Regions from separate parts of the Gossypium hirsutum genome. Here regions 2, 3 and 4 are each linked to region 1. A link is a contact called in public Hi-C data. All regions are on one chromosome and are shown on one strand. Each heading gives the region's core, a stretch centred on a gene start, on an enhancer-like site or on the middle of the called end of the contact. The rest is flanking DNA. Distances are from core to core; before and after follow the strand shown.

The links. A called contact is a pair of places that touch in the nucleus more often than the background predicts.
Region 2: a Hi-C map of hypocotyl shows a contact between it and region 1, with 2.3 times the contacts expected there. The contact joins the enhancer-like site here to the promoter of LOC107901484 in region 1. A contact is called at or near these places in 9 of 34 Hi-C or Micro-C datasets (callus, fibers, hypocotyl and 2 more).
Region 3: a contact with region 1 is called in a Hi-C map of leaf, with 4 times the contacts expected there. The contact joins the promoter of LOC107901488 here to the promoter of LOC107901484 in region 1. A contact is called at or near these places in 6 of 34 Hi-C or Micro-C datasets (callus and leaf).
Region 4: a contact with region 1 is called in a Hi-C map of leaf, with 2.2 times the contacts expected there. The contact joins the promoter of LOC107901487 here to the promoter of LOC107901484 in region 1. A contact is called at or near these places in 3 of 34 Hi-C or Micro-C datasets (leaf and seedling).

What each region holds. Positions count from the first base shown.
Region 1 is chrD06:18,853,059-18,858,377 of Gossypium_hirsutum_v2.1, reverse strand. LOC107901484 reads left to right here and starts at 2,296. Exons shown (of 7, transcript XM_016827513.2): 1 at 2,296-2,614; 2 at 2,784-2,886; 3 at 3,005-3,125; 4 at 3,495-3,616; 5 at 3,727-3,848; 6 at 4,127-4,286; 7 at 4,707-5,215. The coding sequence starts at 2,464. The coding sequence ends at 4,734.
Region 2 is chrD06:19,247,436-19,252,754 of Gossypium_hirsutum_v2.1, reverse strand. No RefSeq gene overlaps it. Among protein-coding and RNA genes, the nearest start is that of LOC121218500, 14 kb to the left of the region's middle. Within about 2 kb of position 2,729, at least 9 of the 9 cell types and tissues checked have an H3K27ac peak or open chromatin away from gene starts, as enhancers often do. A contact at or near this core is called in fibers, hypocotyl and leaf, where this site is marked.
Region 3 is chrD06:19,189,930-19,195,248 of Gossypium_hirsutum_v2.1, reverse strand. LOC107901488 (probable beta-1,3-galactosyltransferase 12) reads right to left here and starts at 3,246. Exons shown (of 7, transcript XM_016827524.2): 1 at 1,580-3,246; 2 at 1,342-1,494; 3 at 1,172-1,254; 4 at 1,000-1,099; 5 at 790-903; 6 at 218-360. The coding sequence starts at 2,016.
Region 4 is chrD06:19,166,532-19,171,850 of Gossypium_hirsutum_v2.1, reverse strand. LOC107901487 (zinc transporter 4, chloroplastic) reads right to left here and starts at 2,946. Exons shown (of 4, transcript XM_016827523.2): 1 at 2,541-2,946; 2 at 2,380-2,437; 3 at 1,392-2,143; 4 at 1-596. The coding sequence starts at 2,915. The coding sequence ends at 141.

The sequences.
Region 1 (5,319 bases), core at 1,047-3,546:
TTAACCTAACATTGACCATTATGCCCTTAAATAAAAAACAAATATAAGCTTGTTTGGGCACAAAATTGACCTTGCAATTTTTAATGTATTCAATCTAGTCCCTAGTGTTACAAAGTTATCTAACAAGTTTAACTTAGTTTCTAATTTAGTCCTTATCACAATTTAAGCTCATTAACTATCAATTTCTTCAAATTCAAACCTAATTCATCAATTCTTCTTTAATGACAACTTGCTAACAACTAAAAAATTGAACAAATTTATACATGGGCTAGCTAATTCAAGCTCCCATGATCAAAAATCTATAAAAATTTCAAAGATTTAGCTTGGTTACCTTGTGAATTGAATAGTCGAATGTTTCCTCAAAACCATGAAATTTTGTTTCTTTCTTTCCCTCTTTTTGTGGACGGTGGAATGTTTTTCATCTTTCTTTCCACTTAGTTAAGCATAAATAGTATAATTAGTAGTTTAATTAGTTTAACTAACTATGATTAATTAATTATTAAAGCATATATATATTTAATTTAATTATCAATCATGCTAAGTGTAAATCATTATCATATTCCACAATTAATATGAACAACAATGGTTTAACAACCATTTTGACCGTTTAGATTATTTTTAATTAGGTAATCAAGCATTTTTTAAATTAAAACTTGATAGTGATTGGACTTTTATAATTCAGTCATTGAGCTTTAATTAACTAATCTTCAATTTTTTGTCATAACAACTTCGTTAATCTTTATATTTCATCCTCATAGACTCGATTTATAGAAATGAAGTTCTGAAACCACATTTTCTGACACCACTTAAAATCAGGATGTTACAAACACTTCCAAAAGATACATCCATTCATGTGAATAAGTTGTCTATTCATGGCCAAATGAGGTAGCCTTTCTGATAATATTTTGTAGAGGTAAATGCATCCTTAGTAGCATAATGATCCTAAATAAATAAACTCCAAAACTTATCCCAAGATAAAGCCTGATAAAACAAGTAAAATCAACACATAAATCACCAAAGCTAAAAGATAAGATAAGCTTTATCCAATAAGGCAAGTTGATCAACTCTTCTTTAAGCCATCAATTTCGATCCACAAGGTTGAGACAAAACAAATAAATCCTGGGATCCATTTGCTTATGGTAAAATCTTATTAGAAGGCCTAAGTCAAAAACGTCAACACCTCATATCACTTAGGATGTCCCAAAGTCTTGTCTGAATAGGTGTTTGAACAATAGTCGAAACATCAGTCTTGGACAGCCTTGGTCCTAACAATGTTTTTAAGAAAAAAAATATCAACACTAACAATTTAAGTAGAATAATTAATAACTATTTAGACTAATTAATGACATTTATGTCAAATAAAGTATAAGGGTTAATAATAAAATTTAATCATAATAGAGGAATTGAAACCATAATTATATATAGACATCTACAATTGAAAATATACAAATAATTATTTGGTATACTAACGGAGATAAAAAAAATTTAACTCCACAAGTGGGGTTGAGGTATTATCATGTGTTTTTAAGGTTTTTTTTTGAAAGAATGTGTCCTTAAATTGTATTTAAAAAAGTAATAAATAAGTGAATATGACATGTAGCAAAATCTGCACGCGGGTTGAGAAGTTAAAATTTTTATTTTATCGCTTATGTATTAAACAGCCACTCAAAAATATAATATAAGAATGAAAATGAATATTGATTTAAGCCTGCAGGCTTTTAACTTGGATAATGTTTTGAATGTTAATTAGATTTATCACCAGATTGTATTGTTGATTGTTTGTATCAAGGTTATAAGTTTATGAATAATATAACCGTGTTCTGAATAAAATACTAATGCAGTGTTAAGATTTCATATGGATTTTAAGTCTGTAAACATCAAATTTAGGGTTTGAATCGTATAAAAATTTCCCCAAATTTGTAATGCTTGTTTCCACCTGTGCTACTTGAGTTGATATAAAGGAAGTTTTCAATGAATTTCAAAAAGAAAAGGAGAATTTGTGCAAGTATTGAGTCAATGAGATATAAAAAGAAGTTATTTTTGTATAAAAGGGTAAGGAAGAGAGATTAATATGTGAATAAATGAAAGGCAAGAGGCTTAAAGCCATGCCTTCATGTGCCAACTTAGAGAAATTTACCATAATTCAAGATTGGGCCTTCACAAAAGGAAAGGAATTTTATTTTTCTCTTTTTGGATCCTATTTACAGGTCTATGTACTGCCTCTGAAAGAAAAAGGGCCTATATAGCCCATGTTGGGAGAAGATAAAGGGAGGGGACACACATATGAAACATCGTCAAATTCGAATGAAAACAAATGCAAAATCGAACATAAAGCCAAAGAAAAATATTCCCCAGAAGTATAGAGCAGATCACAAGAAATAAAAACCCAAACATACGACAGTGGAAACAGAGAAGGAAAAGTTGACAGTTTTTCTTTCAAAGAAAAAAAAAAGAGAGGAAACAATGGTTTGGACGGTGAATCAACAGGTAGGAAGAGGAAGAAGTCGAATATGGGGAGTTGCATTGCTTTGTTGGCTTTTCATCATGTTGGTTACTCCAAAGGTCCCACTTTCTTACAGGAACCATCTCTATGCTGACATGCGCAACTTCGTAGGTAACTCTTTCTTTTACATTGTGTTTTCTAAGAAACAAGTGAAGTGAAGTGAAGGTATGGGATGGGATGGGATGGGATGGGATGTGGAAAAAAGAAGAAGAGAAAATTGTACATTAAAAGGGAAAATTTGCAAAATTTTATGTTTTCTCATTCTTTGTTTTGCTTATAGGAGTTCCTAACACGTTGAATGTGATCACCAATTTCCCATTTCTGATTGTGGGTGTTCTTGGGTTTGTTCTTTGCCTTGGAGGAGGAAGCTTTTTCAATATAAGGTGTTTTTTGCCCCCTTTTTTTAAAAAACTTAGATGTCTTTAAGTTGTAATTTGTAAAGGATAAATTTGTGACCATTTGCTGATTAACTGGTGTTTATGGACGGTGGATTGGTGGCAGATTGCCAGGAGAGCTGTGGGGCTGGCTGCTTTTCTATGGAGGAACTGCAAGTGTGGCTTTTGGTTCTGCTTATTATCATCTCAGGCCTGATGACAATCGAGTACTGCTGGACACCTTGCCGGTTAGCCTTGCAACTTTACTTCTTTATATTTTTTTTCTTTGTTCCTCTAGCTTTCGGTTCTTGATGGTTGTTTCCATCATTCAAATGTTGTTCTTAACACAGCTATTTGCCGTAGTTGAAACCATGAACTTCAATATTTTATTTTTGTCTACCCTTCGAATTTGCGCTTCATTGCTGAATACCAAATAGTTGAAATCTCACTTGCTTTGTTTCTAATTTGGTATTTTTATTGTGTTTTTACATAGAAAGAATCAGAAATTGCAGATGAGTTTCCATTCTATTTCATCCACAATCATAGCCCCTTTGGAATTTTACTACCTTATTTCTGTCAAATGCTCCATAACATCAAATTAATTCACATATGCGCAGATGATGATTGCTTATTCCTCACTTTTCTCTACTTTTATACTCGAGAGACTCGGAGAAAGAATTGGATTAAGTTGCCTTTTTTCACTAGTAGTTCTTGCTGTTCTAAGCACAAGTTATGCAAGGTTTGATTCTTTCTTGAGATGATCTTTTCATCTGTTCACTGAATTGGTCAAAGCTTGTCATTCAGATTTCGATTTGTTTTGGCTGAATAAGACTTGATTATTGTTTGCAGAACATTTAATGATCTTTGGTTGTGCATGATATTCCAGTTAATTCCGTGCATTGCTATTCCAATCATGACATTTTTGTTCCCACCTAAATATACCCACTCTAGATACTGGCTTTGGACGGTAGGTATGTCATTTGTCTTCCTCTTCCCGCCTCACATGGAAATCCCACTTCAAGCAAATAATCATGTGGAAAAAGGGTTGGAAATTTGTGGATTTACTACAATTAGCATGCTAGGAGCTGTATGGAATATGCTTCCTTTGGATTGTCATCTTTAATCTTTATGTCATTTGATACTCTCTCGTTCTCTGTGTTTTCGAAAAGCATTGGCAGTATATTGTATTTTCTTTCCTTGCTCTCAAGAATGTTGGTTTGCTTAAAAATACGATAACAATCTGGTACAGGAGTTTTCATCCTGGCCAAAATGGAAGCTCTAGCTGACATGAAGATATACTGTGCAAATAATTATATTATCAGTGGACACTCCTTGGAGCACCTGTGTTCTGCAATTGCCCCTGTTCTGGTTACAGTTATGCTCATGCATAGGAGCTGCAGATTCCCGAGGTATTCGAATTTTAAGGTTCAGAATGGAAATTCTTAGATGCTTTTTAGCATTTCATATGAATGAAGTTTTCCGATAATCCAAATGTAATGACTGAAATGATTCTTTCATTAAGGCATTTGGAAGTGTTATTACAATGTTCGAGTGTTTGCAAGGGCTCTATATGTTTCATTTTGGTTCTATATATTTCTTTGCATTGGGAATCCCATCTTTTTTTTTTTTTGAATTACTCAAGTCGATTGTTTAATCTTCACACTGCTATGCAGTTAAGACATCTTTATTTTTTTTTTAACTGCAATGCGTGGATCGAGTTCAAGATGTCCTTGTAAATTATTTGATCTTTATACGAATTACATTTTGTTGCTGATAACTTGCAGAAAAAGTTATTGTTTTCTCTTACTTGGTAGTGGAAGTCATGACAGATTAGGTGAAATCAAAGAATGTCCCTGATGAAGAATCCAAAGAGGATGAAGGCATTCCTAGGGCAGCATTCACTGTGATTGAGAAATTTTTATACGAAGAACCATGGGAGCTGACAACAAATGATATGCTTACCATTTAGTTCTGATGAAGAACTTGATGAAAGTTCTTCTCCCATGCTTTCCGCATTACTCTGGATCCGCAAAGAACAAAGGCAAGTAGAATCCATTAACCATCCACCTTTTCAGATTTGCACTTTAGACTGAGTTGGTTTCTGGGCGTGAAATCATGATTCGTGACCATACTATAATATACATTTTGCTAGCATGGTGTCTCCCTTTTTGGCCCATTTTTCATAGTTTTACCATACAAGTCTTATAATGTGCCATGAATTACACTGATTTGGTGACTGTGACAATGGTAATGGCCTGTCGAGAACTTAATGGACATGCTAGTGAGAGCTTCATGTAGCAGATGTCTAATTGAGATATGAGCCATGAATTGTTACTCTCTCTTCTTCTTTTTCTTGGAAATTCATGCTCAAAATATTGGTACAAGATTTCCCGGTTTCATCCTCCTCTTTTTCCAGGTATGTTGGAAGTTGATTTTGAATGG
Region 2 (5,319 bases), core at 1,480-3,979, 390 kb before region 1:
CTTGACAACTTAAAATTTGATCTGATCTCTTTATATCACTTTATTACTTGATCTACACTAACAAATACAATTTCAATTATCAAATAATAATATCTTTAGGGCCAATTTAATTAGCAATACAATTAATTTAATGGTACAATAAGTTTTGTTTCTTATTATTATTTAAAATTTTAATTAAGTTAATGTTATGAGTTAATCAAACATCAATTCAGATAGGAAATAACTAAAAGTCCTTATTTTTACAAAATAAATTATATTGTTATAATGTTATTTTTTAGTATATTTTTATATAAAATCAAAAACCCACATTTAGTGAGATTTGAACCAATGACATTATAGTATTAATATTTTTAACTTTACCATTTCAACTAAAGGTTGATTTAAATTTTATATAAATATAGTTTTTACATGATTTTTTACTAATATAAATCATTGATTTTTTTTTTGCTTAATATATGATTTTGGTACTTGAATTTGACACTTTTTTTTATAATGTGGTACTTGTATTATTTTTTTGGTCCAATCTAGTACTTGTATTTGACAAAAGTTACAATTTTGGTACCCAAAAGTAACAATGTTAACTTTTTAGTGTTTAATTCGAGTTTTAGAGTTGAGTTGATGAAAATTAATTGCTAATATTATTAGGTTTGATTTTTTTTTATGATTTTGTTAATAGAATAAATTAAATGTTAATTGTGATTTTTTTAATTTTGTGTTTGATTTGTCAAATACGATGTAATTTAATTCAAATTTTAAGATTGATTTTATGAAAGTTAATTGTTATATTATTAGCTAATTATGAATTTTCATCAAATCAACTTTAAAACCTAAATTAAACACTAAAAATTAACGTTGATACTTTCAAGTACTAAAATGTATAACTTTTATAAAAAATAAGTATCGATGAAATAATAACACAAATACTATAATAAAAAAAATATTAAACTCTGAAACCAAATTACGTATTAAACCAATATTTTTTTATCGAAATGGATTCATAGAGTCAAAACACGGTGATACAATGGATAAGAGAGGTCTCAATTCCCAGAAAAGGCTCGAGGCCGTAGACAACTAGGCAAATGTCCCAAGTAGAAACAGGTGAGGGAGCAACACCTCGTCGTGGGCTTCAGCTATTAATGTACTATGAATCCCTTTATCCGAATGTCTCCTGAACCCACGAAAGAGTTACAGTAAAGCCCAGTGCAAGGCATAGTTAAGCCACGACACATAAGAACCCAGTTCAAGGCATAGCCCAAGACCAACACAATCCAAATAAAAAGATAAGGGAGAAACAGCTCAAACAGGGCCTAGAAGCCCTTTGGTATCCAGAAGTTACATAAGGTCGTCTGCATTCGAGCACCATAATGATTACAAGGGGAAAGTGGAGCTGTAGGAACCCTAAACCACTGAACCGAAGAGGTAGTGGAAACTTGGTCATGGTCCTTAACCTAAGGGACCACCATGGACCTGGGGCACCAAAAACTCTACAAATTCGGCAATGTAAATGGAGGTAGTTGCATACCAATCCACCTTTATCTTATCGACGGCAATTTCCCCTCAAAAAGGGCTCTCTTTTCTCATTCACCTTTATTAGATTTGTTCACTTGCTTTTCTCTGGGATTAACCAGAGGACAAGCTTCGTCGTTCTCTAGTTCATCTTGGTCTTACAAGAACTTGGGAGCATTCTCAAAGAGATTAAACAAAATTATAACTCAAAAGATTATGAATATATTTTATTTTTATATTATGCACATACTAAAGTATAATTTAACAATATTAAATCAAAATAGCATTAGTAAAAGAAGGGTGAAGAAAAATGTGAAGTTGTTATGGATATAACCAATATGTGTTTTAAACAGCTATGCAAGCATGACATAAAAAGTGAAGGGAACAATTCCCACCTCACCCCCTCCATACTCATCTCTAACCAACCCTTACATAATTTAAAGGAGATACATGAAAATTAAGGACAGATTTAGATATCTAAACCCTAAAGATAAACTAGTTGTATGAGTTGTATCTCATGTGAAAATCAAATAAAAAGGGTTAAATTAATGCAAGTCACCCTTCCCAAGGACACCACATCCCTACAGTCCAAGGGGTCTCACTGAACGCCAAATTCCACTGATGGGACTCCTCAAGTTCCATTGACACCCAGCCTAGAGCTCGTGCCAGCCATTGATCATCATCACAGACGTCCATTTCCTTTACTTCATCTACCATTACACTTTTGTTATCGTTAAACCCCATCCCAATAACCAATAACTCCTTCGTGGGTGCCACCAACTCAATGCCAGCCATCACACTGGACGACGAGTCAGACATCGAAGCCCCGCAGCTCTCGCCAAAGAACGGAAGAGACGAAGTTACTGTGGGCGAAGCGTTGTAAGAAGAGCTTGTCACTGTTATCTCTTTGTATAGCTCTTGCATTATCTCCTCCAGTTTCTCTTTTTCGACCGAACCCTCGTTGGAAAACTCGCTTTCGTCGTCGGATTCCGCCAGCAAGACGCTCAAATTCCCGGAAAATTCGCCGGAAAGTTCAGCCTCCGGGGACTTCGATTCTTCTCCTTCTCCCCCTCCCCCTCCCACTCTTATCGTCATCGTGTTTTCTTTTTCTTTTTGAGAGAAACGCGTAATATAAAGAGAAGATGTCACGTAGGATGCAAGTGTAAGAGAGATGACGCGGCGAGCAAAGAGTGAAAGAGGTGACTAAAAAGTGGGCCCCAATGATTTGTCAACATTATAGCAATAGAAGGTTTCTTTTGGTTCAGTATACCAATAGAGTTGGTAAGGCCTTGTTTGGAAGGTTAACATTACATTTTTGTGGTCAGAATTTTGCTTTTGGTAATTTATGTTAATTTAATATACAATTTTAAAAATATATAAAACCTTACATTTACGATGCATATTAATTTTTGTTTAAAATTATTTAAAAATCGAAGAAATTAATGTATTTAAATTCTATTAATGATATTTAATATTAGAATAATACTAAAATCCATCATGGTTTGAGTATTAATACTACTTAATTATAGTTTAAATAATGTTATTAGAGAAATTATTTGGAAGTGTCATATAAGGGTGAGGCCGCTTGTGGAATAAAATAATATACTGCGAGTGTATCAAATACTCACTCATATTATTAATATATTTTTATAGATTATGTGTTATATATTGTTAAATTAATTTGTTTTAATGTTATAATTGTTAATACTCGATTTTTATATTTATTTTTCCTCAATGAATATAATTAACTCTTATTATATTTGAAAAATAAATAAATTTTATTTTAATATGTGCCTTTTTCTAACTATATTTAAACTTAACAATTTAATATTTACCAGTCTTAAAAGCTAAGCAAAATTTGAAAGTAAGACTTTATATTTAATATATAAAAATCTATATAAAATAAATTTAAACGAAAATGCATGAAACAACTTAAAAGATTAAAAGGTCATTTACCCAATATGGAAATAAGTGCTTGAAATGGAAAGTGTGACATGTCTAAAAATTGTAATGTGAGCATAGATACTTATTCCTTATTTAGCTAGAACCTAATAAAATACATTACTAATTTTTTATTTGATGCGATGCACGGACTTGTTGTATATATCTTTTAAAATATATTTATTTGTTAATTTAAATTAATTTTTAAAATTGGTAAGTTTTAACAAATAAAAATTAAAATCGAATGTTTCTTTATTCATCATTTATGATATTATAATGATGGTAAATATATTTTTATATATGATACTAAATTAACAAAACAAATTTTTAAGTGTATATTTATTTCAAGATTTTTAATGTAATTCCGTAATTATTAATAGTAATATATACTAAATATGTATATATTCATGTTAAAAATTATCGTAACTATTGTAAATTTTTAAATAATTTAATTAATTAATATAAAAACCAATATGGAAAAAGTAAAAGAAGATACGTGTTTATTTTGATATTTTGTCCCACATTAATTATATTCATTTAAAAATGTTTAAACCAGCCTTAAAAGAACTATAAACTAAATTTTTTAAAGCTTTTTTTATTAACGACATGATTTATTCAAAATATAATTGGACAGAGTTCAATTTAATAATTATTTTAAAAATTTTATTCAAATTCATCATTATTAATAAGCGGTTATTTCAAAATTAAATGTAACAATTAAAATTTAATAAGGACTAACATCATAATTTAAAAAAAAGTAAGTAAATTGATTTCAAGAAGAGAGATTAAATTGTAAAGAAAGGTATATATGAACATGTGTCATCTTAATTTAATGTCAAATGTTACAAAATTACAGTATGAACATAGTGTTTATTTCCATTTTTATAATATAATTAATTATACCCTACGTTTAGATCAAAATTTAAATTAGTATACGTTCATTGTTTTAGCTACCATCTCTAGTGGTACACACCAATTTGAATATGATGCGGTTATCTTTTTCCAAATACGTATAGATTAATAAATCATTTTAAAATATTTTTATTTAATTAGCTTGAGCTTAGTTAATTTTGAAAAAAAATTAAAATTAAAATATTCTTTTAAGTTTTTTTTACTCATTATACATTTAAAATATAGTCTTTCAACTTTTATTTCAAAAAATTTAGTTGTTTTATTTTTTGAATTTAAAAAATACAAGTCCAATAGTTAATACCATTAAAATTCTTTTGTTAAATTTGTTAAAAAGAAGAAAAAACCTATAAAAAGTGAGACCCCTTGCTGTAATCCCTTGAAGGCCGATAAATACAAGGGTTTTTTATGGACCTACATTGTGATTAAAATATTTATGTATAACAATTACCCCTAATCAAAAGGAAAGTTATAAAATGTGCTTGCTTGATACGAAAAGCAATGGTAAGGTCTTTGTGTTGTAGACGAGGTCAATTTGATTTAAAAAAATTTGTTTGTATTTCTTCTTACAAAAATTATGATAACTCACAAATATTTGGAATTATACTGGCATCATAGGCATTGCAATCGTTCATGAGTATTAAAAATTATGCTAACACTAAAGCTAAAGCAACTTATTAACAAAGGGCACTAAATGTGACTATTGACCCATAATCTCAAGAATATTTTATGTATATCTTTTCCTTATTTATGCATATTATTTTCCTTGACTTACGAGTTAATTGGAGCTCCTACTTGTATATAATCATCTTATTATTCTATAATGATATACAAGAAATACAACAGCTTTTTTTTTTCTTATTTTATCATGGTATTGGAGTATGGTTAGAATTCCAGTTCTTTCTTTTAACCATGACAGAAGACTGTTCTTCAAAAACCCCTCAAACAAACCTTGAAATATTT
Region 3 (5,319 bases), core at 1,997-4,496, 340 kb before region 1:
AACTTGGAAGGATACTAGCAGGAACTTAATCGGTTTGCACAAATGCACAATTCTTGGGACCATATAGTGATGCCCTTGTTAAAGCTTTCATAATGGAAGAAAACGTAGGTGGAACAGGAATATCATAAGAATATCTATAACACCTATGCATTCTAAGCATTTATGGAAAACATATTGTTAATATAACATAACGAGGTTTATATCATGGTCATGCTACCTGAGCATCTTGGAATATCCCAGACTGCCACTGATGTAGGAGTACATCTAGGATCACATATTGCTCTGTTATCTTCATGATGCACATTCATAGCTAGCATCCATGATCCAATAGTGACATCCTCATTGTTGAACATCCTCAAACTGAAAGGTTAAATAACTCGTTTTATAATAGAATAACTACCGCAGGGGAGGTAGATTGAGAGGCTATAGGGCAGAGAAATAAGTAGGGCGTAAATGAGCTGTGAGATAAGTACAAGTATATGCATTCTTTTGTATTTAACAGCTCATAACCTTAAAACTCATGATATTAGGTCAATAAACAATTATCCAAGTTTCGAGACAAATATGAGAGATCCCTTGACTTAAATATCACAAACTAAATAGTTGCAATGATAATCCTTTGAAGCAGACTTTATCATAGCTAACATATTTTTTCAAACCAATGAAATGCAATCAGGTGGACTAAAAACTAAACATGGAACATATTTCTATAGTCGATTCAATATAAAGAGTGATCAATATTCAACGGTAACAAATAGCAATGGAATCAAACACAAAGTAAAAGCATACCTGTCATTCCTAGCAGCTGCCAATGAAGCCACCACCTCTGCAGAGAGAACATAGATAGGACCATAAGCATGCAAGAAATACTCATTTCCAATCAGATGTCCTGATTTCTCATACCTGAAAATTTATACTAATAAATCCTCCAAGAATTTTTACATATTTCAAGGTAGAAAAATATGAATCATCAAAGAACTACATGAACAAATTTCATACCATTTCAGTTTAGGATCAGTGATCACCGGTCCCTTCTTCATGCACCCAATGTAAGTCATTGAATAGCTTCGTTCCTTAGCTAGAAGAGTCGCAAGCCGATCTGATGAAATCAAAACAATAAATTAACATCATATTCACCACATTGATACTATAAAGCACACTTTGGGATTACCTGGACGCAAATAAATGTCATCATCAGCTTTGACATAATAATCTGCTTCAAAAAGCTTAAAAGCTGCTTTGAAGAATGCCAATCTGAAAAGGATTCACACATACATGATACAGGCCATTGTTTACATCAATCAGATGGTGCTAAAATTAGTGTAATTTTTTTTTTCTTACGTTTTGTAAGGGAGCTTAAGATATTCTTCTTCAACATCAATGAGCATGAAATCTCTGTACTTTTCAATCTCTTTCTCCAGCATTGCCATTTTCTTCACATCTTTTGATTTCCCTATCACAAATCTGAAACCTAGACCAGTAGCTTGCTCCAGCCTTAATTTTTTTTTAAACAAGGGTCAATTGTTAAAATTTTGATGAATCAAAAGAACCCCAATTGAAAAAAAAAAGTGAATTATACCTCAAAAGGCCGTCTGGGTCGGAAGGAAACCAGGTGCTACGAAGGGCGGACCGGCGTTCACCCGATTCGAATCCGGTTTGGATGCCGACGAACCCGAGAAGCTTGGGGCGATCAGCCAAGCCTTTGTAACTGTCACCGCCGAACTTCCCGGAATCCGAGGAAGAGTAAAAGGTACGGAAAGTGTCCTCGGATGTACCGCAACGGAAGATGGGCAAGGGTTGGTTGCGGCGGATGGCGGAGAGGGCGAAGAGGGTGCCGGCGAGACCGATGAGGAGGCAGAGGAGTGAAAAGACGAGAATGGGCCAAGGAATTCGAGTTGAGGAAAAGGCGGAAAAGGGCTTTGAGGGCTTGACGGGTTTGGCGGAGTAGAAGGAAGGGAGCGGAGCGGATCCCGCGGAACCGCTGGAGGCGGAGGAGCGGTGAGAGAAGAGGGGCATTTTAGTGAATTACGGTGAATGGGAGTGAGAAAATATAGTAAATTGGTAATGAAGAAAAAGATTTAACAGCAGTCAATCACTGAGTGGAAGAGTGGTGAACCTTTGTAGGAGAGCGAAATGAACCTTGAAAAATACTGCACTTGATATAATTTCTGGTAGTTGGATATTTGTTGTTCTTTTTCATTTTTGCTCCTCTTTAAAGCTTCACCGAGCATGTTAAATCTGACTGCTTTTTTCTTGTGAAAAATAAAAACCCTTTATTGGATTCTTTCATTTCACATTCTCAAATTTGACTTTGTAACACTGTACTTGGAGTATTTGCAATGTACATGTTTCCATCCGGAGGGATTACATTTGCTTTCGTTAAGGGCCTTTTCCCCTCTCACAATGAGAAAAAGTAATTGGAGTCAAATTCGGTCCATGCGAATGAGAACAAAAGTTTCTGACAAATAATAAAAGCCAAAGCTTCAACCAATACAAAACAAAGGCCTTAATAGCCAATAAAGCTAATGCCCGAGTCAGGCAACCTAAGAGGATTCAACACTTGAATCAAAGGGAGCGAAGGTGGATTCAAGCCAATACAATGGTTGCCAACCCTTCCTTTCCTAGTGTTGGAAACGTCGTTGCAAACTTGAAATAACAGATAGGTGGAACCTAAAAAAAGATTATATAAAAACACGAGCCATCAAAGACTCCATGGGAAAAAGTCATTATTGGCATAGCAAATGGACCAGTCTTCGCGTCCGAGCAAATTACACAATAAAAAAAATAACGAGGGGAAAGCAAGCGCCACATATAAAGTCTCCACGAGAAAGGTAAAGGCTTATCCCGAAGCCAAACATTATTACTTCGAATAACGATCTCCATCACTTGGAAAACCCGGCCGATAGACTGAATTACAAGGGCGACAAAGTAGGGGTGGTGATGGACTACTTAACCGCCAAACGACTGGTTGCGATAGAGGATTTTCTTTGCTTAAAAATGGGTTGTTGACGCTGGTCAATGAGATTGCTAGTGGTGGAGATGAAGAGCAGAAGGAGAAGGGATTATGGATGATTTTTTACGACAATTCGATGATCAGAGGATGAAATCAGAGTGGTTTTTGATACCTTGTACGACGAAAGGGGTGGGTGAAAATCCAACCAATGGTGCAAGAGCTTAATCCATATATTTTTGGTACGGTAGCAAAGTTCTTAACCCTTAAACTCTTTCCAAGGTTAAAGCCATTTATTGCCGTCTTTTTTTCTATTGAATCTTACCCATTTTTATACTGTATAAATACTTTGGTTTTTTATTTGAAAAATATCTCAAGGTTTTAGCTTAGCCATTTTTTGTACTAATTACATTGTAATCTGCAAACAACACTTGTATTCATAAGCACTCAAACCTTCTTATATTTCTCATAAAAATATTTTCCTTTATTTTTTATTTTTTTTCAAACCCTAAATTACGTTACCTATAGCATGGATTGTATCAAATGCAATGAAAGAAAATAAATTGATACAAGAAATGAAGGCACATTGTCCATTGTCAGTAAAATTATAAAGTGAAAACCATAACTATATTCTTTTATATGTAATATATATTCAACCGAAATAATTGATTAACTATATAAGAGTCAAAATTTTCAAAATGCTCATGTAAAGGCCTAACCTTTGCAGAATTGCTCAAATCAAAGTCAAACCTTTCAAAGTGCTCAATAAAGATATGGTTACTATCAATATTTATTTGACCTATGGATATAATATTGATTTAAGAAGTTGAAAAGGGTAAAATATGTTAAATATTATGTGAATAACACATTGCTTATCCGGGCAGAATAATTCCACTCTTATTTTTTCAATTATACAATAATAGAATTATTTTTATTTTATTATGTATGAAAATAGTTTTTTTTTTACTTTTCATATTTAGTCACATTTTTTTTCATTTGATCACTAAAATAAAGTTATTGTTGTTGTTAACCATATACAAAGATAAAGGTTAATTATGAATAGATAAGTTATAACCACAATGCATTCTTATTATAAAATATGTGTTTTTAATATTTTATTAATATATTAATATAAATTTCCATTAGGACTTGAAAATTTTTTAGAATCTAATCGTGTCCCGGTTGACTCATAAACAACTATAATTACATGTTAATTTATTCTGTTTACCTGTTTTATTTAATATATTATATTATGAGAATATTATTAAATTGTTAATATAATTTAAATTTTAACATAGATTTCAACTAATGAATATTATTTCTCGGGAATCAATTTCCAATACATTAATCAAATGTATCATCAACATGTATAAGAAAATATAAATATAATAGTGAAAATATTAATTTAATGGATAAACTATAAAAATAGTCACTTTTGTTTGTCTCAGATTACATTTTAGTTACTTATGTTTGAAATGTTATATTTTAGTCGCTTATGTTATCGTTTTGTTACAAAGTGGTTACTCTACCGTTAAGCTTCGTTACCTCCCTAACGGAGGTCCTACATGGCAGTCCAAATGGGTTTTAAATGCCAACTTGGATATCCTATATGGCAGTCCAGATTAATTTTTTTAATCAAAACCCTATTTTCATCCCAACAACTGGACATTCAAGTTGGCATTTAAAACTCATTTGGACTGCCACGTAAAACTGCCGTTAGGAAGGTAATGGTAGAGTGACCACTTCATAACAAAACGATAACGTAAGTGTCTAAAATGTAACATTTTAAACATAAGTGACTAAAATATAATCTGAGGTAAACAAAAGTGACTATTTTTATAGTTTACCCTAATTTAAAATATAAAATAGATTCATAATTATTTTAAAATTGTCTCGCACATCGTGCGAGAGTATTCTTAATATTATATATAATTTTTTTCTTGTATACTTAATAATGGGGATTTTTACCTAAATAATATTAAAAAATATTGACATGACGTGTTCCAAAAATTATGTATCAAAATGGTACATTCAAAGGGGTGGAGGGTGGTGCATAGGCGGCACGACCCTGGATTCTGACAAAAATTAGTTAAAAATAATAATCTTTTAGTAGTGGTGCCAAAGTGATAGGCGGCACCACTTAGTCCTCTCTGGTATATACGCGATATAAAAATACAGAAGGGGTATGAGGGTATGGTACCTATCTGATAGGCGGCACCAGTGACCCCTATCTAATAGGCGGCACACCTAGCATTCCCCCCCTCCACACTCCCCCATCCTGCTCAATTTGAAAGTATCAATTTAAAAAAAAATAGTAAAATAAGAGAGGGAGAATAGAAGAAAGAAAGAAAAGAGAAGAAAGAGAATGT
Region 4 (5,319 bases), core at 1,697-4,196, 310 kb before region 1:
CATATTTCTTTTTTCAGCAGCCTTCCTCCTTTCCATTGTGGAAGGAAAGAACAAAGAAAAGGGTTCTATGGTTTGTGAATGAATTCCCAAAAATAATTGCCAAAATAAAAGAACTAACAAAACCAACAGTAGTGAAGTTTTTAGGCCCAGATGGCAAGGGAAGCCATTAAACCAGCTCCTAGGAAGAGCATGAAGTAAGATACTACTTGAAGTCTAAAATTGCAGCTCATCCTCTTACTTAAAAAATCTGCAGCAATGAGATCTACTAATGCCATGTAAACTAGAATTCCAGCTGATAAAGAATCTAGGACTCCTTCAATAACCAGAGCTGCTGGGCTGTAATGATTGTAGAACGATGCGATGGCGATCCCTATGCCAATTCCAGCTGGGGTTGTTATGGCGAAAAAACATGCCATGATTGTGGCTGATAGGGTTTTGAATAGAGCTTGGGAGATGCACCCTCCGAGTGCAAACCCTTCAAAGAATTGATGAAATGATAGTGCTGCAATTAGAGGCCTTATTGTGCATGGACTCAGGGAAACACCCAATGATAGGCCAATGATGACCGAGTGTGATACAATTCCAAGCTCCAAAATCTGCCAAAAAAAGAAAAGAAAAGAAAGGAGACGTTACAACCACGGAAAAATATGCAAATGCCAGGAGCTCAAAACCTTTTTGACCCAGATTTTTATCAGCTATTAATCTGGAGAAGATAAAAGTTTAGGAGCAATCAAAACATATTGTCGTCTCACTAGAATTCTACCATTAGATTCGTTAGCCTAAAAGTCCACAGAAGAAGACTCCTGATTTAACATCAAACCTGTTAATAGTTGTCCATTTATTAGATTGGTAAACTATCAAAATAGTAACATTTTAATTATTGAACCATTAATTACCATTAACGGTGTAATAATAAGCTGATATGGCACGTTAAATTATTATTTCGAATAAAAATTTCAAGTTAAATTATACAATTGATCTCCATATTTTTTTTTGTTTTGAACAATTTTTTTTATGTTTTTTAACACTTTTATTTATTTTTTATTTTCTTCTGTTTCTTTCTATTTTCTCCATTCTCTATCTTTTAAAGGTAAAAGAAAAACAATTAAAATACTTAAAATGAATAAAATTATAAAAATTAATTGTATAATTTAATTTAAAATTTTCTTTGAAAATGATGATTTATTACCGTTACACTGTTAACGAAAATTAACGTTCAGTGATTAAAATATTATAATACGATAATAATACGATAACGTAAATAATTAAAATATAACATTTCAAATATAAATAATTAAAATATAATAAAAATAATTAGATTTGTAAGCATATTTAACGAGGCCCCATGACGTAAACAATTAAATTTCAACGAAGTTTAAGAAATAATTTACCTGGGAAACAACGACATGCCTCACGCCACTATCATCATCCTCACCTCCATGCTCATGCCCATGTCCATGTCCATGACTATGACCATGTCCATCATCATGACCATGATCATGTGCACGACTCCTCAATAAGCCATCACAGCCATCTTGTCCATGTGGATGACTGTGCCTATGATGTGCTGCATGCGCATGCATCCCAACGATGTGCATTCCCCCACCTTCCTCTTCCCCAAAAACCTTCCCATTCCCATCCTTGGTTTCCACAACTAGTACAATCCCAGAGTCTGAATCCGGGTCTAACGAACCCACTCGACCCTGTTCTTCAGTACTTGCTTTAGCCAAACCTTGTTTCCTCTCATAATACTGAGTCCCCACGAAATCAACAAGCAAAGTAACCAAAGAGGCAACCATGGCGAAGAAGCCCGGGAATGGGAATTTGGACCAAGGGTATTCCGGCAAGCAAGGATTTGTGAGAGCTTCGGTACCACCGGCGAGCATGTGGACGAAGCCCGTGGCCAGAATCACGCCGGCAGCAAAGGCCTTAGCGGCGACAAAGAGGCTCCCATCTGTACGGAGGAACTTACGGTGCTTCCCGATGAGTGGAATAGCGACCCCGGCCACACCGGCGAGGAGGATTGAGGCTATAGCTATCAGCTTTAACTTCAACGCCGCTGATTCGTCACGGCAAATCTCTAGCTCCGAGGATTGGCAGCTCGTGTTGCTCATTGAATCGGTTATTGTTTGCAAAAAGGACTCTGTTTATTCAATTGAGTGAAACAATTTAAAAAAAGAAGATTAAAACTGATAAAACATTAAGCACAATTGAAGAATTTTGAGAAAAGTAGACAAGTTTGCAGCTCAATTGGGTTGAATTATGAAATCCCAGAACCAAAAATAAATGTTTTTCGAAAATTTAATTCATTTCCAAAATTTTCCCACCACTCAGTAACCTCGTAAACTTAAAAACTAACAAAATGGTGTTGGAAATTACCTGGGAAAAGCCTACTCTTCGACCTCAAACGATCAAGGCGGAGCAGCGGCAATATATCCTAAAAAAGAAAAACCCAAATAAACACAATGAATTAAGAAAAAAAAACAAGGAAAACCCAGAAACAATAAAGAGAAAGGGGTTTCAAATCCCGAAGAACAAACCTCAAAGATGAACATGAGAATCGAGAATCTAAAGCAAAACAAATGGTGGGTGCAAAATATATAGAGAGGGAGAGAGATAAAAAGAGGAAGGAAAAAAAAGGGTATCCTATACTTTTGTTGCTTTTTAGAATGACAAATCAAAGTGAAGAAGAGGATTGAAGAATCTATGAACAATACACGTACATAGGGTATAGAGATGTGTGAAAACACAGCATTTAAGATGATGGTGTTAAATGGGTAGCAGTAATATATGGGGGCAGCAAGCAGAGCATAGGAGACGATGGAAAGACATTCAGAAATGAAAGGGAATAATAAGGAGAGAGTGTCGACATTGTTTGAGGAAAAGGTAAGGCAAGAGGAAGAGGTGGCGTCCATAGTTGCGAACTTTCGTTAAAATATGAAGTTAACTATGTCGACATTGTTTCATTTTATCCATTTGTTTCCACTCACATCCATGTTACCATCATTTCTTACATTTTCCTTTTGGCGTGTGGAGTGAAGTTAAAAAGTTGCATTCCATAAAATATTAAAACAATATTGACTGCAAAGAAGAATTATAAAATTAAGTTATTTTAAGAAATATAAAAATTCAAATGCAAAAGATTCCTAAATTTCCTTGAGATTAGAAAATATTCTCAGTTAACAAATTTGAATTCCGATCTCAACTTTTATGTTCTATTATGCGGGTAATTTATCAAAAAAGTCTTTTTTTTTTCAAAAATTATCAAAATGGGCCAATTATTTAATTATTTACCGAAATGGTCCATTTTCCGCGAAATCGCGTCCACGTCAACGCAATGTCAGGGTACGCGCTAGGAAATCGCGTCCACGTCAGCGCGATTTGCTTACGTGGACACAAATTGCGCCCTCTAGGACGTGATTTGCTGACGTAGATGAATAGTTTCTCATTTTTAGCTTGGAAAACTTTGAAAGGCCATAACTTTTCGCTCGGTTGTCCGATTGAGACGAATTTTTTTTTGATTTCGAATAACTTTTCGAGATCTACGCGCTGAAAAACAGCCGAAGGCGGTTTGCCGCACTTTTCATCGAAAAAGATCCTTTTTTTCCCCTAAATTTTGATTTTTTTCGGTTTAAAATTAAATTTTGAAACATTCAAATCATTATTTTCCTTATTTATTTGAAGTAAACACCGGATTTTTTTTACAGAATTATTGTATTATTTCTTCTGATTTGACACGTGTATGGAATAGGTCCGATAAATCGTTAGAACGTAAGTAATATAATTAAGATAATAACAATATTTTTATAATATATCAATTAATTAGTTTAGTTTAGTTGGTTAAGATGCTTGCTCTTTTCCCTTAGTATCTTGGTTCGAATCTTGTTGGTAACAATTTTAAATCTTTTTTGAATCAATAGCAACAAGTACAAAAAAGATTCAAATGGCACATCACATTCCTCAACAATCAACTCTTTTAGCATAGAAAATGAATTCTTATGATTTGAATCAATAGCAACAAGTACAAAAAAGATTCAAATGGCACATCACATTCCTCAACAATCAACTCTTTTAGCATAGAAAATGAATTCTTATGAATTTGTTGTGCCGTATCCTCTTTGCGTTCCTCAAATGGCAGATTGTGATTTTCTCCAAGTTAGGAAAAGCAACCTGCATAATGATAGAAAATGCTAATTACAATTAGAAATAACTTATATAAAATGTTAGCTCATCGATGCTTAGGCAAATGCATCGGTAACTCATATAATTAAGACAGTTAGAATCATTGGTCGTTTGAGAAGAACTTAAATGAATTTAATATAAAATTATATTCAGTTGACTTTTCTGTACGTAACTATTAACATATACACACACTACAAATAATGACTTGAATGTTTCAAAATTTAATTTTAAATTGAAAAAATCAAAATTTAGGGACAAAAAGGGATCTTTTTCGACGAAAAGTTCGGAAAACCGCCTTCGGTTGTTTGTCAGCGCGTAGATCTCGAAAAGTTATTCAAAATAAAAAAATCGTCTCAATCGGACAACCGAGCGAAAAGTTATGGCCTTTCAAAGTTTTCCAAGCTAAAAATGAGAAATTGTTCATCCACGTTAGCAAATCGCGTCCTAGAGGGCACAATTTGTTTCCACGTAAGCAAATCGCGCTGACGTGGACGCGATTTCTTGGCGCGTACCCTGACATCGCACTGACGTGGACGCGATTTCCCAGAAGATGGATCATTCCGGTAAATAATCAAAAAATCGGCCCATTTCGGTAAATTTTGAAAAAAAACGGATTTTTTTGATAAATTACCCCTATTATGCCTTATAGAACAATATTTTCACTATAAATTCTGATTTTTGGATCATAAATACTTTTAGAGCCTTAAGTAAAAAAAAAAGCTTTTAAATTCAAATGCAAAGGTTTTCTTTTATGTAATATAAATTTATTTTAAATATATAACCTTATATATTTAATCTTTAAAATATAGTTTAAAATAATTAATATTAATTGTTTAAAAATATTTAAAATGTTTATTTCATATATCAAAATATTAATGATGAGTTACAATAAATTGCTTTTTATATTATTATTAAAATATTATAATATTAATAAATTTAAAGGTTATTTTAATGTATATTTTTTACTTCACAATATGTCTAAAATGAACATTTTTTTTATTGGTACAAAATTGACAATCTCCCATGGTATTTTAGGCATTTTTATGATCATCTTTTTTCAACCTCTTAAAAGCCTATTTTATATGGTAAACTATTAAAATAGTTATTTTTATTTATCTTAAATTATATTTTAGTCAC